Regions from separate parts of the Mus musculus genome. Here region 1 is linked to region 2. The links are chromatin contacts, called in public HiChIP or PLAC-seq maps. All regions are on one chromosome and are shown on one strand. Each heading gives the region's core, a stretch centred on a gene start, on an enhancer-like site or on the middle of the called end of the contact. The rest is flanking DNA. Distances are from core to core; before and after follow the strand shown. Region 1 holds the start of Micalcl (MICAL C-terminal like). Region 2 overlaps Dkk3 (dickkopf WNT signaling pathway inhibitor 3).

Region 1 (2,778 bases), core at 200-2,699, 240 kb after region 2:
GTTTCCTAGTCATGTCAGATGCTACATCCATGAAGTCTCACCAACATGACTACCTAAACGGAAGCCGAGTTAGGACATCCACATGCCAACGTGGGTGGGGGGAAAGCCCATGTGGACTCAACCCTACACAAAGAACTGGAGTCAACTAAGGCGTGCTGAGAGGGGAAGAAAGAGTGGGAAGAACACAAGACCCCATTGCCCTGAAAACACACATACGAGTAATATACAAACAGAGCAGGTTATATTTAGGAATGTGTGTGTGTGTGTGTGTGTGTGTGTGTGTAACAACAATTATTGGGGGAAAACCGAGGCCATGAATTTGAAAGAGAGCAAGGACAGGAACATGGGACAGTCCAGAGGGCGGAAAGGGAAGGGAGAGATGATGTGCTTATATTATAATCTCAAAATTAGGAGACCAATGCTGCTGCTCACTTGGGCCCACAGGCTGATACAGAGCAAGGAAACCCGGCCTTTCTACCTGAATTTGCTTCTGTCTTTGTCCAAGCTTTGGGCCAGACTCCTGAGTGTCAATCACTTCAGAAGCGTCTGTGTTGAACTAAGTGATACCCGCCCCATCTCTCCCACCTGCCAAGGTTGAAGGCATAAAGAAGAGAGTGATCCTGGCTTACTTTTAGCCCTTATAGAGTCCTGTTCCAGGCCCCCAAAGAAGTCTACAGGTTTCCAGTCACTGTTCTAACCTACAGTCACTCCTTAGATTTCAGAGCAGCAGAGCATGGCAAACGGTCACGGTGATGAGATCGCACACAGCCCACCCCCAGCCTCCATGATCATGAGAAGGGCGTGGCCTGTTCTCTCAAGCACTAAGATGTTTCTTCTAGTCACTGTGCAGAGCCAGAACAAAACACTGATTAACCAGCCCCACCTGGACTTTGTTCTCTTGCCTCCTGACCCAGATCTTTGTCTATTAAACCCAGAGCTCACATCAGCACTCCAGAGATGGGCTCAAATGCTTGCTTTGTGGTGTTTAAAATACTTAACCTGCATTTTCACAATGGCGTCTGCTCACTTTCTCTGGGAAAAGCTTGACATATGGGTAAAACACCATGGCCAGGACAAACTTAGAAAAGGATGGATTTATTTGGGCTTACGGTTCCAGAGGGATGAGAGTCCAGCATGGCACGGAGGCCTGACAGCAGGCGGCAAGCAGCGGTGGCGGCCAGAGCAAGAAGCTGGGAGCTCACCTCTCCAATAGCAAACACAAAGCAGAAAGTGAACGGGAAGAAGGGTGAGGCTATACATTCTCCGAGTCCAGCCCTCTCAGTGCCCAAGCATTCAAATACCTGAGCCTCCTGGGACATGTCTCGACCCAAGCTTCACAGAACCCATGGAGCCGGGCCTCTGACCTAGGACTCTTATTATATTATGACCTCACTATGGTGAAACTATGCCTACGTGGCCTATTACCACCAGTGGGGCACTTGAGCCATCAGTTCCACTATCCCACTGAGGTTAAAGCAGAGACCCTAAGGAGCTGAAGGTTCTGGTCCTGAGAAAGGAAACCCAGGTAGTGGCTGGCATGGCAGTGCTCAAGTCAGCTCACAGGGGTGGGATCTCACAGGGGTGGGATCTCACAGGGGTGGGCTGATGTCTAAGTGAGGTGAGAGAACATTCACTGGAGAGGTGTTGGATCCAAAGAGTTCTGTGTTCGAACCTTCCCTGTTCATTCTCCCACACCCAGACCCCTCCTGGGGGTCTCTTCCTCCCCCATACCTCCCAGTTCTACCTTCTGCCCCTCACATGTGCGCTCACGCCCCTCCTTTCTCTATGATGGAAGCACGGGGGCCCGTGCCTGAGAGCCCTGCACAGGAACAGGATGCAGCTGGATGCCACATCTGTTCTGAGGTTCGGGGCGGCCAGTGCCTGTGCTCAAGGCCCAGCCAGGCAGAGGGGAAGCACACAGGGCCCTGCAAAAGTGCTTCCGCAGGAACCCAACTTCCAGGAGTCAGTTCTCACTTTCTACTTTATTGGGGCAGGGTCTCTCCTGATGTTTCTATTCTCCCATCTCACTGTAGGACTACCGCCATTACAGACACATGCCTCTACAGCCAGGTTACTTTTTGAGATTGGAATCTAATTACAACATTTCTCCTTTTCTTTCCCTCCCTCCAGACTCTCCTAGACAGTTCTCCCTCCTCTACTTGAAATCATGGCCTTTTTCCTTAATTGCTATTGCATGCATATATGTATTTGTATCATACAGATATATTTCTAAAAATAACCTGTCTTGTTTATATAGTGTTACTAGTATGTGTCTCCAGGCCTGACCAGTTAGCACTGGGCAACTCATTAATGTGCCCTTTCCTGGGGAAGGCTTTCCTTCCTGCTCCCAGCATTTCATCTGGGTTGCAGGGAATCAAACCATCTCCCCAGCCTCCTATATAATTATTTTATGGACGTGTGTATGAATGAGTGAGTGAGTAAATGAATGAATGAATTAATGAATAATGGGAGGGGGGTCAGAGAAGTACACTATGATAAGAAGTGTCTCCGCCCATCCTAAGCATCTTCCTGCTAACTTTTGGTGAGTAAGCCATGGGAGACAAATTCCTCCCCTACACAGCTAATGGTCTCTTACTCCCTCCTCAGCTCTGCAGCGGGCCCATAGCCTCCAGTCTCCAACTCCAAGCAAATACCAGAACTGGAGAAGAAGATTCCAGTCCAGTGAGTCATGGGCAGGGGGAGGGGTGGGGGAGGGCAGTCTCGCTCATTCCTTACATGGTATCTTCTCTGGCCTAGCCTGGAATCCAAGGGCAAGGA
Region 2 (2,700 bases), core at 188-2,687:
ATGACCTGGGCCTCCATTGGTTCCGTTTGGACCTATCTCCCAAGAAGCCTCTGGGACTCAAAGATAACCATGGGTAGCTTTGCACACACTAACTGGAGACCCCAGTCCGGGCTGAGAATGTGGGGCCAGTAGTGCTGGCTAGAAGAAGTATATAAGTTTTCTTCTGGGTCTTATACGTATATAAGCCCCAAGGCAGGGGCTGCCACGCTGCAGAGGCGACTTCTGGAATCAGAACAGGGAAAGTATTGCCTCATCCGAGGACACGAGAGACCAGGAGTTATTTGGGGTTTGGCTTTTATGTTGTTTCTTTTTGAGACAGGGTTTGCTACATACCCACAATTGGCTTCAAACTTGAAATCCTCCTGCCCCAGTGTGTGTATCTCGCAGTGCCTACAATGATGAGATTTGAGAGGGGGAATATATACTTGTGGCAGACACAGGTTCTGAAACCAAAAGTCACTGTGGGAGGTTATATTGCAGCCTTTCAACAAACCCCAAACCAAAAAGTCCTGTGAGAGGCTGAAGAGATTGCTTAGTGGTTAGGTCACTTCTAGAGGAACCAGGTAAGAGTCCTAGCATTCACATAATAGCCTACAACCTTCTATAACTCCAGTTCCAGGGGATCCAGTGCCCTCATCTAGCCACCTTAGGCACCAGGCAGGAGACTGGCACATAGACATACATGTAGGCAAAACACCCATATACATATTTAAAAAAAAAAAGAAAAGATCCCATATGCTGGGAATCCCACTCCTGAGTACACACCCACAAGAATTGAAAGCTGGGTCTGTTTTTTTTTTTTTTTTTTTTTATGGTGTGGGAGGACCAGACATTGACATACATTTCTCTTTCTTCATTATTCTTCACATTATTGTTTGAGATCGTGTCTCTCTGAACCGGCAGCTCACCATACCGTCTTAGGTAGACTGGCTGGCCAGTGAGAACCTGAGATCCACTTGTCCCCACCACTACCCCCGGAGGGCCAAAAACTGAAGGTTAACCTCAGCTATATAGCAAGTTTGAAACTAGTTTGGGCTGCATGAGATCAGGCCACTAAAAAATAGAAGCAAGCAAGCAAGCAAATACACAAAAACTCCACTGAAGAGATATGTTTGTTGGAGTCAGTAAAGACTTCAAAGCTCTATCCCTCCTGTTAGTATTGGTCCTGCCACCTACTAGCTTGGATTGTTTCTCTGTGCTTCCATTATTCCATCTGTAAAATGGGGGTCAATGATTATCATCCCTGGATGGCTACCATGCAGATGGTGGGAGGGGTACTAGAAACCTCTCACAAGGTACCTGGCACACAGTAGTCGATGTTAGCTTTCACTGTGTCGACTCTTCGCTGTCGTCATAATCACTAGGTATTATGGAACTCTTAGTCATTTCTCCACAGCTTGTATTTACCCTGGCTCGAAAGTGGCTGGGTTTGGGGAGGGGCTCCTTAATCTGATCACATCTGAGTCACGGTGACCGAATGAGGGGCCAGCCATGGGGAGAATGGCAGACCCTGCTTCTATTACATTTGTGATATTATTTTAAAAACAAAACAAGATGGGCCTACAGCTTTGTGGTTTTCAGAACCACGCCAAGGGCAAAGAAGGGCAAGACTCCACAGATCTGACAAACAGGATGCAAAGGCCGCTGGGTCAGTGCCTGGAAGAAGCACTAAGTTCCCCGGGCAGAAAGACAGCCACACGCCTGCACCAGACACTGTTTGGCCCCTACATGTGCAGAGGTCACAGAACTCATTGTGATCTCTGCAGCTAATGGCATTGGCCTAACCAGATTATTGGTACAATCAGTGTGAGTTATCTGTCCCATGCTCCACATTCAAGTAAAATGTTCCAGACTTCTAGGCCCAAAGCCAGGCTCTTGCAGGACACAGACTCTACAGCCTGACGGGGACTTGGGTTTTGAGCTTGAGCAAAGCTGCATTCTCAGAGATGATCTCTGCCACCCAAGCCGAGTCCTCCTGGCTCCCTGCTTGGGGAAATCATGTGATAGCTCATAAACGGAATACAGAAAGTGATAAAGCCTTGTGGACACAGAACATGCCTAATTCAGCATGTCTCCTGACTCCTTGGCTGGGTTCTCCAAGTCTCCTGACCCAATCCCCACCCCTTCCCAGCGTCAGCTGCTGTTCCTACCATGGCCTGGCATTCGAAATAAGTGTTCTGCAGTTCTTAAGGCTCTTGTCTTCTTGGCTTTGAACAAACAATGCTTTAGTGAGGAATGCCCCTCCCCCATGCAACTGATTCTCAGACACCCTTGCAAATACAGCCTAATCGCCGCCTCTTCCAGGAAGCCCATCAAGAATGCAAAGGGCTTGAGTCTCCCCTGCTTTCAAGATGAGAAGGAAGCCCTCCTGTCTTACACAAGACCCTGGGGTGGGAGAGGAAGGCTTTGTTTTGTTTTTTCTGTTTTTTGTTTGTTTGTTTGTTTGTTTGTTTTCTCAAGACAGGGTTTCTCTGTATAGCCCTGGCTGTCCTGGAGCTCACTTTGTAGACCAAGCTGGCCTCAAACTCAAAAATTTGCCTGCCTCTGCCTCCCGAGTGCTGGGATTAAAGGCGTGTGCCACCACGCCCGGCTAGACGAAGGCTTTGATGGCAGCTGCACAGAAGCAGTGTGAACCTACCGTCTGGCTCCCTAAGCTGCATGCACACATTGGGGAAATGCTACCTGTTGCACCTTATGCCT

The links. HiChIP or PLAC-seq counts read pairs in DNA pulled down with a chosen protein or histone mark.
Region 1: an SMC1A HiChIP or PLAC-seq map of the NIH/3T3 cell line shows a contact between it and region 2, with 9 times the contacts expected there. The contact joins the promoter of Micalcl here to the enhancer-like site in region 2. A contact is called at or near these places in 3 of 39 promoter capture datasets (embryonic stem cells, liver and stem cell-derived epiblast-like cells), 2 of 15 datasets of contacts at CTCF or cohesin (both in the NIH/3T3 cell line), 1 of 484 Hi-C or Micro-C datasets (bone marrow-derived macrophages), 1 of 115 datasets of contacts at active chromatin or transcription factors (pancreatic cancer cells) and 2 of 9 other capture datasets (adipose tissue and macrophages).

What each region holds. Positions count from the first base shown.
Region 1 is chr7:112,373,408-112,376,185 of GRCm38.p6, forward strand. It overlaps Micalcl (MICAL C-terminal like), which reads left to right and starts at 1,450. Exons shown (of 10, transcript NM_001381862.1): 1 at 1,450-1,962; 2 at 2,608-2,682.
Region 2 is chr7:112,136,969-112,139,668 of GRCm38.p6, forward strand. The region is part of intron 4 of Dkk3 (dickkopf WNT signaling pathway inhibitor 3); the gene reads right to left. Among named protein-coding and RNA genes, the nearest start is that of Dkk3, 21 kb to the right of the region's middle. Within about 2 kb of position 1,438, at least 58 of the 459 cell types and tissues checked have an H3K27ac peak or open chromatin away from gene starts, as enhancers often do. A contact at or near this core is called in the NIH/3T3 cell line, adipose tissue, liver and 1 more, where this site is marked.